Regions from separate parts of the Gossypium hirsutum genome. Here region 2 is linked to region 1. Evidence: chromatin contacts called from public Hi-C data. All regions are on one chromosome and are shown on one strand. The core of a region is the stretch at or near the end of the contact, and the rest is flanking DNA. Distances in the headings are between cores, read along the strand shown.

What was found. Hi-C and Micro-C count contacts between places; a contact is called where the count stands out from the background.
Region 2: a Hi-C map of leaf shows a contact between it and region 1, with 2.8 times the contacts expected there. The contact joins the promoter of LOC121216915 here to the promoter of LOC107903527 in region 1. A contact is called at or near these places in 16 of 34 Hi-C or Micro-C datasets (anther, callus, fibers and 4 more).

Annotation. Positions count from the first base shown.
Region 1 is chrD05:61,692,166-61,698,482 of Gossypium_hirsutum_v2.1, reverse strand. LOC107903527 (double-strand break repair protein MRE11) reads left to right here and starts at 4,143. Exons shown (of 23, transcript XM_016829601.2): 1 at 4,143-4,343; 2 at 4,441-4,487; 3 at 4,560-4,695; 4 at 4,773-4,930; 5 at 5,219-5,309; 6 at 5,603-5,722; 7 at 5,804-5,872; 8 at 5,981-6,072; 9 at 6,245-6,317. The coding sequence starts at 4,471.
Region 2 is chrD05:61,823,640-61,829,754 of Gossypium_hirsutum_v2.1, reverse strand. LOC121216915 reads left to right here and starts at 2,681. Exons shown (of 4, transcript XR_005913126.1): 1 at 2,681-4,549; 2 at 4,750-5,199; 3 at 5,379-6,037. It overlaps LOC121216917 (a long non-coding RNA gene), which reads right to left and starts at 2,368. Exons shown (of 2, transcript XR_005913127.1): 1 at 34-2,368.

The DNA of each region.
Region 1 (6,317 bases), core at 2,894-5,393:
TGTCATCCTAATCACTAGGCACAATTAGGTTCATAAAATAGAACATGCAGGTCATGTTCTCCAGGGAACAGATCAATGAAGTAGCAGATCTTATCTTCCTGTATTTGGCAGCGGAGGGGATCGAAGATAGCAGATCTTGTCTTCCTGTATTTGGCAGCGGAAGGGATCAAAGATAGCAGATCTTGTCTTCCTGTATTTGGCAGCGGAGGGGATCGAAGATAGCAGATCTTATCTTCATGTATTTGGCAGCGGAGTATATCGAAGATGGTGAATCTTATCTTCCCAATACAGTGGAGAAGTAGATTTAAGCCATTAGTCCTATCTCTCTAAACAGTAGTGGAGTAGGTTGAAGATTCCAAGATTCTGTCACCCTAACCAGTAGTGGAGCAGATCGAAGATGGTGAATCTTATCTTCCCAATACAGTGGAGAAGCATATTTAATCCATTAGTCCTATTTCCCTAAGCAGTAGTGGAGTAGGTTGAAGATTCCAAGATTCTGTCACCCTAACCAGTAGTGGAGCAGATCGAAGATGGCGAATCTTATCTTCCCAATACAGTGGAGAAACAAATTTAAGCCATTAGTCCTATTTCCCTAAGCAGTAGTGGAGTAGGTTAAAGATTCCAAGATTCTGTCACCTTAACCAGTAGTGGAGCAGATCGAAGATGGTGAATCTTATCTTCCAATACAGTGGAGAAGCAGATTTAAGCCATTAGTCCTATTTCCCTAAGCAGTAGTGGAGTAGGTTAAAGATTCCAAGATTCTGTCACCTTAAGCAGTAGTGGAGCAGATCGAAGATGGTGAATCTTATCTTCCAATACAGTGGAGAAGCAGATTTAAGCCATTAGTCCTATTTCCCTAAGCAGTAGTAGAGTAGGTTGAAGATTCCAAGATTCTGTCACCCTAAGCAGTAGTGGAGCAGATCGAAGATGGTGAATCTTATCTTCCCAATACAGTGGAGAAGCAGATTTAAGCCATTAGTCCTATTTCCCTAAGCAGTAGTGGAGTAGGTTGAAGATTCCAAGATTATGTCACCCTAACCAGTAGTGGAGCAGATCGAAGATAGCGAATCTTACCACGAATCTCATCCCCCTGAAGTTGCAGCAGAGTGGATTGAAGCCACAAGTCATAATTCTTTTTGAAGTTGCAGTGGAGTGGATCGACGCAACAAGACACAGTGAACTGGAGTGAAGCTACTTGAAGAAGAGAAGCACCAGAACAAGTCAAGAATCGGCGAGGCCGGGCAAAATTTCTTAGTCTTTGCTCTATTATCGTTACACGACAACGAGCAAAGAGGGGCAACTGTACAGGCCCATTTTGACCCAAAACCCAAAAACATTAGCCCAACTAACTTACCCAACAACCATCAACCCCTCAGCCCAATAACTTAGCCTAAACCTGAGGCCCAATACAAACCCAGGCCCAATTTTTAAAAAATCTGCCTAGGGTTTCAATCTGAAACCCTAGGCGCCGCATCTGCTGACCCTAGGGCCTGCTAGCCAACCACCCCGCCGCACGTCCACTTGCCCTGCCACTACAACTGCCGCCTGCAACACCTGCAAAACGGAAACCAAACACGCAAAGCAAGAGAAAAAATAGCAAAGCAGTAGTAAAAGTAAAATAAAATGTGTATTAAGAGGCTATAAAAAGGCCAGGAAAATACCAGAAAAGGGGTTCCGCTCCTTCTTTGTTCCATGAACATTCGGCAATAAAAGAAAGGAAAGATTTCCAAAGGTTTTGATTTTTTTCTTTTATTTTCTGCTCTTTTTGTCATCTTTATTTCATTCCAAATAATAATTATTAAATTAACAAAGTAAAAAAAGGGAAAGAAAACCGTACTTGCGCCGCGCCGGAGGAAGGAGGACCGAGTGGTTTCGCTTCTGTTTTTGTGTCTTTCGTGTATCTTTCACGAGGTTCGGCCTTAGATCCGTGGCTTAGAGGCAGTCGGCTTCAAAAAGGAACCAAAAAGGTCCGATTTTGAGTCTCCGGCCGCCATACATGGTGGCACTCTGGCGAAGGCTCACCGGCGACCTAAGTCCGGCCATGGCCGAAAGGGGAGAATATTTGAGAGTGTTTTCTGGTTTTTCTTTTTAGAAAGGAAGAAAAATGAAATTTTTAAAGAAAAAATGAATTTTATAAGGCCCCTCTAAACGACGTCGTTTAAGGCTGGGCTTAATAGCCTAAAACGACGTCGTTTTTTCCCACGGACCCGCGCATCGACCCGACCCGAAGGGGAAGATCCGCGTGTTTTCTTCAAATGGAATAATTACACGCGCAGTCCCTCTGACTTTGAAGCGCGTTACAATTTACCCCCTTTTCATTATTTTCTTTTATTTCAATTTAGCCAAAGTTTTCTGTTTGTTTCAATTTAGTCCGCTAAAGTGCCGCGTTTTGAGTTCTTGGTTTATTTACTGTTTTGGTCCCTTCCTTTCGGCGCGCGTTGCAACTTAATCCTTCTCATTTTTTTAAATTCGCCCAGTATTTTCATCTCTATTTCAATTTAGTCCCTTTTTTTAGTCTTATTATTATTATTATTATCATTATTACATACTTATTTATATTTATTTTATTAAAATTTCGGTACATGTATATACGTACATATATTTTTATGATATACATACATTATTTTTGTAACATATATATACTTATATATTTTTATATATTTTACAACTTCTATACATATCTATATATCTATATACATATTTTCATTTTCATAAATATATACATATTTATATATAATCTTTATAGTTTAAAATATCCCCTTTTTATACTTTTTAAATTCATAAATACATACATATTACTTCATATATTTTAATTTATATACATACATACATATTTATTTTTTTTCTTTTATATATTAAGATATACTTTATATATTTTGTTAATTTATGTATACACATATTTTAGTTTATGTCCGTATATATATTTTTATATTTAATTGTATTTATTATTTATTTATTTCATTTTTGTTATTATTTTAAAAGAATGCTTTAACTTTATTTGCTTATATTTATTTTGATTTGCCCCTTTTTTATTTATCTTATCTTTGATGCTATTGCTCGTATTATTATTTTACTTACATCATTATCCTCGTTATTTCATTACACCCATTTTTATTTAGACTCCGAAAAAGAAATTTTAATAATATAAGTAATACTCGGTATTTTAGATTTTCGAGAGAATCGAGCCCTAACGTATTGGGTTCCGACTTTTTTCGTTGAATTTAAATAATCGAGATTACTCTTTTAAAAATGATAAAAAGCTTGTTATCGAGAATCCAATATGTTGTATCCTAACGCATTGGATGTGACACGTTTTCTCGAGACGAGGATCTTTCGAAATAAATGCAATATTCAATGTTTAATATTTTGAGAAATTGTGCCCTAACGTATTGTGTTGCGATTTCTTCATTTGATTTAAACAATTGAATATTCTTTCAAACTTTATTACACGAATCTTTTCAAACTCAAGTTTTAAACGATATCGGGAATTAAAAAAGGATCGTGTCCTAACTTACTGGTGTGATCCCTTTTTTATCCAAGATAGTTAAATGTCTTTTGAACAAGTATTTTCATTCGCGTACCGGGAATTCGAGACATTGTGTCCTAACTTACTGATATGATTCTCTTTCTCGAATAACGTGAAACATGCCCTTTTCCTGAAAATTTTCAACTTTTTAATACAAGGACCGTATTTTTAAATTCTTCAAAGTTTTCACTCTTCGACACTAAGACATTAAGTAATCAACTAGGTACCAATTTTGGGCGTATCGAGGGTGCTAATCCTTCCTCGTGCGTAATCGACTGTCGAACCCGTTTTTCTGAATTTCGTGGACCAAACTTGTTGTTTTAATAAAATCAAACCGTTTATTAAAAACAACCCCTTTTCGAGGTGATCCAATCACACCTCATAAAAAAAGGATTGGTGGCGACTCCCGTTTTCGTTTCATTTTTCAAAACCCAAGTCGACCCCGTTTTTCATAAAAAAAATGGTGTCAACAATTGAAGTAAAAATTTTAAATTAAAAATAAAAAATAAAAAATGTAAATTTTAATTTTAATTTTCTAATTATATAAATTACATCTCAATTTTCTCCAAAATACTAATTTCAAATATAAAACTCGAACAGAATCTTCTGACCATCAGCTCCACCATATTAGACCCCTTTTCTTCTTGGAACCGGGTTACGTGGACCGGGTTATTGTCTCCCCCAAATTCTGTCTCATTTTCTTCTCCCCCTTCTTCTTTGAAATTACGCGCCGGTTTTTTTTCCTTCACTTTCTCAACTTCATACAAAAACTGGAAAATTTTTACAGTTCATATCACTTATTTTGGCAGCTAATCTCGTACTCCCCCCCTCTTTTTTAATATATTTTCTCCTTTTTATTTGATTTACTTGCTGTTGAAAACTAAGTTCTTTCTTTGTTTGTTTTTTTGTTTCAGGTTTTGAATTTTAGAGCTTAATCTATTACTATGGCCGACTCAAGAAGGTACAATTTCTCCTTTTTTTTGTTTTTTTTTTGGGGCTGAATATTATGTATTGAAGGAAAAAAAATTTGCAGTGAGGATAGTAGCAACACACTTCGAATACTAGTAGCGACGGATTGTCATTTAGGTTATATGGAGAAAGATGAAATACGACGACATGATTCATTTCAATCATTTGATGAAATATGTTCAATTGCGGAGGAAAGACAGGTATATTTGCTAAAACATGGAATTTCTTCCTTAATTTCTTTTAGTGTTGGTATGCACTGACTGTGATTTGGTATTAGGTGGACTTTTTACTTCTTGGAGGAGATCTTTTCCATGAAAATAAGCCTTCGAGGTCAACTTTGGTTAAGGCCATTGAGATTCTTCGTCGGCATTGCCTTAATGATCAACCTGTGCAGTTTCAAGTTGTTAGTGACCAGACTGTGAATTTTCAGAATGCGTAATGGTTCTCTCTTTTTCAGTGTCGTATTGTATCTTATCTTTGTCTTGTACTTTGCCATAAGTCATAAGGCTCATATTTTTGTCTAGCTAGTGATGTGATAATATTTAATCAATGATTCTATGCTCAAATGTTTTTCTTTTTTTGGTAAATTTGTTTAGTTAATTAAAGTAAGTTCATTTACTTATATGCACCCGATATGCAAATATGCTCTTTCCATTGGTTGCTTGATAGCTGGTTCACAGATTTTATCACGTTCATTTGTAAAATGCATTGCTCTCTTTACAGATTTGGGCATGTGAATTATGAAGATCCTCACTTCAATGTTGGCTTGCCCGTGTTTAGCATTCATGGAAACCATGATGACCCTGCTGGAGTGGTAAGGAATTCATTGAAACATGCCTTTCCCCCACTGTATCTTTCATTCTATAGATAAATCTTGCTTGTTCAACCTTTTCTCTAATTTTGGTGTTCCATCCTATGTCTCATAAATTTTCATGTTTCTCTAATCCCATGTCTATCTACATATGGGATACGATAATCATAGATAGAACTTTCCAACTGTTTACTCCCTTTTTGATTTGTTAGGTAATCTTGTTTTCATAGAGTGAATAAGTCTGCTGTTCTTAAAATTGTTTGTGTGTTCTGTTCCTAAGTGTTTATTGGTGACAGGACAACCTTTCTGCAGTTGATATTCTTTCTGCATGTAACCTTGTCAACTACTTCGGGAAAATGGTTCTTGGTGGTTCAGGCGTTGGTCAGATTACACTCTACCCTATTCTTATCAGGAAGGTCTGCTTGTCATTTTGTTAATATGAGCTAGAAAGGTAATTGTCTTTCATTGGAAAACTTATGTTTCTTTTTGAATTGCAGGGCTCAACTGCTGTAGCTCTTTATGGTCTTGGGAATATTAGAGATGAGCGGCTCAACAGAATGTTTCAGGTACTCTACAAGTTAAAGTTGATCATTTTTACAGCTCATTAGTTTCTGAGTTCCTGAATATTCAGTTAAAATTCCTGTTTATTTGGTTTATTGTATTTGGTTTCTCAGACCCCCCATGCCGTGCAATGGATGCGACCTGAACCTCAAGAAGGATGTGAAGTGTCTGATTGGTTCAACATTCTGGTGCTTCATCAGAACAGGTTCTGTGTGTGTGTGGTTGTTGCTAGTCCATGTCTGCGTGTATCATGTTTACGTATGTTCTGTGTTTTGATTGAGTTATTTCATGCATGACCAAAATTAGAAGTGGAAAAGGATGTTATGATGTAAATTCACATTCGGACATATTAAATCTTTTTATAATGTGGCTTGCAGAGTGAAGATGAATGCTAAAAATGCGATAAATGAGCGCTTCTTACCACGCTTCCTTGATTTCGTAGTGTGGGGA
Region 2 (6,115 bases), core at 1,432-3,931, 130 kb before region 1:
GTAGTTTGGAATAGCAAAGAGCACATATTTTACCAAGGTTATTCTGTCAGCCATTGACAGCTTCTTTGATTCACATCCATTAAGCTTATTTCGGAATTTAGCAATCAGAAACTCAAACGTACTCCTCACAACTCTTTTGTGAAAAAGAGGCATGCCAAGATACATACCAAGGTCGTCCACACGCACAAAACCTACATCACTGCATATTTCTTTTGCTAATTCATCAGGAATATTAGGTGAAAAGAACACTTGTAACTTATTCTTATTTACTTGTTGTCCCAAAAAATGAAAGAACGTACTTAGGATACTATTAACCATATGCTTGCTCCCTATCTGTCTTCATAAAAAAAATCAGGTCATCTACAAAAAAAAAAAAAAAAAAAGAGATAAGACAGGCCGGACCTCTCCTATATAAAAATAGTGGCTTCCAACTTCACTGTTCAACTGCTTCCTCAATAAAATGTCCCAAATGCTCCATGCATAGCACAAATAGATAAGGCAAGAGCAGATCTCCTTAACGAATACCACATGCTGGTCGAAAAGTATTCGTCATCGCTCCATTCTAGAGGATCTAAAGAGATGACGATGAAACACAATTTAAAATCACTGTGACTAGCAAAGGCAGTAGTCCAGCTTCAAACAATGTATCTTCCAAAAAATTCCCATCTAACCCTATTGTATGCTTTTTCCAGGTCAATCTTTAAAGCCATCCCCATTTTTCTTCCTTTGAAAGTCCTCATAGAATGAATAGTTTTCTGTGCCATTACAATGTTATCTGATATGTTTCTACCTGCAACGAAGCCAGCTTGATTCTGCTTAGTAATCTTCAGCATCAACAACCTTAATCTATTAACTAGCACCTTCATAATAACTTTATATAACACCGTACAGTAACTTATTGGCCGAAATTCCAAAATTCTTTCCAGACCTTAAACTTTTGGCCGAAGAACCAATAATGTTCTATTTAGCCATGGAATCAACTGATGCCCTTCTAAAACTTGCCGCACCATACAACAAACCGAACCACCAAGAGTATCCCATTGTGACTGAAAGAATTTTGCATGAAAATTGTCCACTCCTGATGCTTTCAATGGTGCCATTCCAAAAACTGCCTTACGAACTCCTCATCACTGATTCCCATTATTAGGTTATCCTTCTCTAATGGAGAAATCTCAAGAAAACTACCTCTACTAGACAAGGCTCCATTGCTTGAATAATCTACAAAATAAATCTCTTTAAAAAGATTCCACCACATGTTGTAGGACCTTCGAATCAAAACACCTATCATCATTCCCAATTTTAAGTCCTTCCACCTTATTTTTCTTTCGCCTAGCCATAGTACGGCTATGAAAAATACTTTGTGTTTCTATCTCCATTCGTAAGCCATTATGTTCTAAATTTTTGAAACCATAACAACTCATCATGCTTCAGGATATCATCTACCTCGTGTCGTAATTTCACTTCCCGATCACAAAGTTTATCTGAATCCCTAAACTCCAAAATTCCTCAAATATGCTCATGTTCCGAAAATCAGCCTCCTTTTTCAAACAAAAATATTCCCAAAAACATGTTTATTCCATTCTTGAACCCTTTTTTTTTTTTTGAAAAGCTCCAAATTAGAAATCAGATCCATATCATACTTCCAACTGTTACTTACAAGGCCATTAAACTCAGCATGGAGCAACCAATTAGCTAAGTAACGGAATGGTCTGTTACCTCTATTTTGCAATGGATTGAGAGAAACCAAAATCGGCCTATGATCCAACTTCAGGCGGTGCAAATTTCGTATTGAGCAATTTAGCGCAAACGAGTCCCAAATCAAGTTACACATTACCCTACCCAAGTGCTGTGATAGATTGCCTCTACTCCAAGTGAATCGAGGCCCGCTGAACCCCAAGTCACGGACGCCATTATCAAACAGAAAAGACAGACAGCTACTATATCCACAACGCATGCTCACTTACCCACCCACTTGTTCCAATGGCTCCAATATCGAATTAAAGTCTCCTGCTATAGTCCACGACTCCCTAATGGATTCAGCAAAAGAAATAAAAAAAATCTCATAACGTACTTCGCTTAGCTGGTTAAGGGCTAGCATACACTATGGAACATAAAAATTTAAAGGGTCCTTGTCTGTTACCAACCCTCATATGAATCATCTACGAATGCAAATTCAAAAGGTTGAAGAAAACATTGTCACTCCAGAGAACTCCAGAAAATACGGATACAAATTCATCACCTTCCGACTCGAGATCTGTTGGATAACACCATCTACACTTGCTTGCGCATCCGGATTTAGGAACCCTACACTTGATTCTCAAAGTGAAATATGTGATTTTCTTTCCCCTACCTGAACTGCACCATGTTTTTTTTTTGTCCAAATTTGACTTAAAAGTCACAGGTGAAAAATCAAAGCCCTTATCCTTAGCATTTGGATCTATTGGGCCTATTTCAGAACCATCATCGAACACATTCCCTCATTTCCTAGTTGCCAACCCAATATTGAAATCAATGGGCCTTAATGCCTTTGTACCAGATTTAGGTCCACCAACAAGCATGATTCCTTTCCCATTAAGCGTAGTCATCCCTTTCTTCCCCCAAATTAGATTCCTTTTGTCCCGATTCTCCAAAATTTGCATTAAAATCCTTCCCTAAATCACGCATTTTGATTTGACCAAGCTGATTCCCTCCATCCATGGTCATGAGTACGTGATCATTAACACCTAGATCCACTGCAAGAACTAAAAATCGTGAACCTCCTAATCAATTTTCGGAGTCATCGTCCCTTGTTGTTTCTACATGATGTACCCTTCGGCTTTGCCTTCGATCCACAAGCACCCATGGCCCATGATTCTCCTCTTCCACACATCTTTGAGTACCTATGTTTTCAACCACCGATTCTTCCCCATGAACACCACAATCCGATTCATTATTCTTGCTCCCTGAGCACAGATCAAAATTATGCCCATAAAGCCCACAATTGAAACACACAACTGGCAAAGATTTATACTCAACTCGTTGTATACGACCATTAATCTTGACTTTCGTCACCAATGGTCTCTTTAAATCCAAACATACCGTCAACCGAGCAAAACATCCCCGCCTTCCACTATTCGTATGAGTATCAAGTTTGACCACTGGCCCTATAGCTTGTTTGATAACACGAAGCAAGCATTTTGAGTAATATCTTTCTGACAAACAAGGTAACCTGATCCACACCACTTGGATATCCATTTCATTATCCGATGCCAAAAAATCCGGTGACCAATGACGCGCAGTGAGATATTGACCAAATATTACCCAAGGCCCCCCAACCAACACCTTATTAAAATCTCCTTCATCTTGGAACCGAACTAAGTAGTAGCCATTCTCTAAGTCCATAAGTTGTATAGATTGTCTGGAGCTCCACAAAGTCGTCACATTATTAAGTAAAGCATTGAAACCAATTTTCCTACCAAGATGTTTGACAATAATGGTCCTAGCCATCTTCCTCTCAATGAACTTATGAAGCCGATCAAAAAAGGCAATCGATGAAATTCCTTTTACTAACTTCGTGACCACATCTCCATCATAACGTATAAACTCATCCTCATTCTTTGGAAAATAGACATACGGGGAAGTGCCCATCAACATAGACTTATACGACAATTTATCCACTCCCACATCTTCAATCTTCTGACCAATTTTATCCACTATCGGATCATCTACGTCCGGCGAATGATCTGTCCTCCTCCTTACCTTTTTTGTTGCCTGACCCACACCGCTATTCGATCTTGTAGGTCTCTTCCTGTTATGAGTATATGTCAAAGGCAATTTAAAGTAGTCAGTAGTTAGTTACTGTCAGTTTACTGTTAAAGCAGTTATCACTACTCATGTATTAAATAGTCAGCAGACTACTCTCTGAATAATAAGTTTTGAAAATATATTAAATGGTATGAAGAGCTAGGTTCTTGCTATAATTTTTTTTACTTTCTTTCCCGCCATGGTCACAGAAGGTACTCCAACAATGGATACTCCTTTGTATTCATCAAATAATGGTGAAGCTGTTTACTCCCGTGGGGCTGGTAATTCCTCTTTGCGTACGGTTCAGTATTTTTCTAAACATGATACTGTGAAACTTAGAGAACATAATTTCTTGTTATGGAAATATCAACTTTTATTGATTCTTGAAGGGTATGGTCTTGAGGGATTCGTTCTTGGTACGGTGTCCATTCCCTCACCCTTTATCTCGGAAAGTGAAGGTCAACTTGTTGATAATCCTGAGTTTCTTGTTCACAAAAGGCAGGATAAGTTTTTGGCTTCTTGGTTGTTACCCACAGTTACAGATGACATCCTGACTCATCTTACAATGGCCAAAACCAGTTTTAAAGTTTGGACTACAATTGAACGATAGTTTGGAAAGAAGTCCACCATCAAGATTTTCAATATGCGTCATTCTCTCTACTCGATCAATAAAGGGAGCCTTACGGTTAAGGAATATCTGTCCAAGGTGCAACAATTGATTGATGGTTTAACTGCATCAAGGAGTCTTGTTACTGAACAAGAACAAGTTAGTATCTTTTATCTGGTCTTTCTATAAAATATAAATTTATTCGTATCTTTACTTCGGCAACTCCTGTTTCTCTAGACTTGTTAGGAGAATTACTTCTTGATTGTGAAGCACGACAGACAGTCTCATTAAATTATGTTCCGCTGCAAGCTAGCTTCTAGTACAGATAATTTGAATCGGTCTAGAGCTTCTTCTCGCAGATTTCAAGAGTCTCGGTAAGGTCCAAGGGGACAAGCAGAGGCTGGTCTCGTGGAAGGGCTCGTAGTGGTGGACGGAGCTGGTCACGCTCTAGACCACAATGTCAACTATATGGAAAGATAAGTCATAAGGTTCAGACCTGTTATCATCGGTTCGATGAAAATTTTTCTAAGGTAGGACATGATCTTCGGTGCAGGTTAATTGTCATCAACTTCATGAACAAGGAGTCTCACCTTCTTCTTCTACATGTTACTCTGCTCCTCACTATTGTGGGACAATTTTATCCAGTCCTGGTTTTACAAGTTAGAGTGTTTCTCGAGGTTCAACTTCTACCAACATCGATAAGGCGTGGTATCCTAATTCAGGGGCAACAAATCATATCACCCCTGACCTATCCAATCTTCATGCTCCTTCCTCCTATGCGGGTACAGCCCGAGTCTCTATGGGAAATGGTAAATTGGTCCCCATACATAATGTAGGTTCTTCTATTTTGATGGTTAGGTCTAGGCTATTACATCTCAGAAGTGTCCTTCACATTCCTTATGTTTGTAAGAACTAGCTGTTAGTAGGACAATTTGCAAGGGATAATAATGTATATTTTGAGTTTCACCCACTATTTTGTTCTGTGAAGGACATACAGACAGGGACAACTCTACTGGAGGGTCGCATGCATAATGGTCTCTACAGGTTTGATGTCTCTCATGGTGATTCGTTCAAAATTCCTTCCAAGTCAGTTGGTGCTCAGAGTTTTAGTTCCACTCAAGTTAACAATATGCAGCTTATTTCATCATCTGCTATGGTGTGGCATGCTAGGCTGGGACACCCTTGTAATAATGTTTTAAGTCATATGTTACGTATTTGTAATGTTCTTTTCAAACAAGATAGTTTACCTAGTGTGTGTTCCTCTTGTCAGCTAGGAAAAGCACACAAATTGCCTTTTACTCATTCAAAAACAGTTTACTCATCACCATTTAAACTTGTAGTTTCTGACGTTTGGGGACCAATACATGTGAAGTCCAATAGTTTTTCCTACTATGTATCGTTTATTGATATGCATAGTAGATATACTTGGCTCTATTTTTTAAAGGTAAAGTCTAACGTTCTCAAGTGTTTCACTCACTTTTATCACTTGGTCAAAGTGCAGTTTGGCTACTCTATTAAGATGTTTCAAAGCAACTGGGGATGGTAATATCGGTCTCTTTTGAGTGAACTATTTCACCTTGGGATTCAACATAGGGTCACATGTTCTCACACTTCAGGACAAAACAGAGTGGCAGAGAGAAAACACAGGTAGATTGTTGACATGGGCCTCACTTTATTAGCTCAAGCGTCCATGCACTTGGAGTTTTGGTCACATGCTTTTGCTCA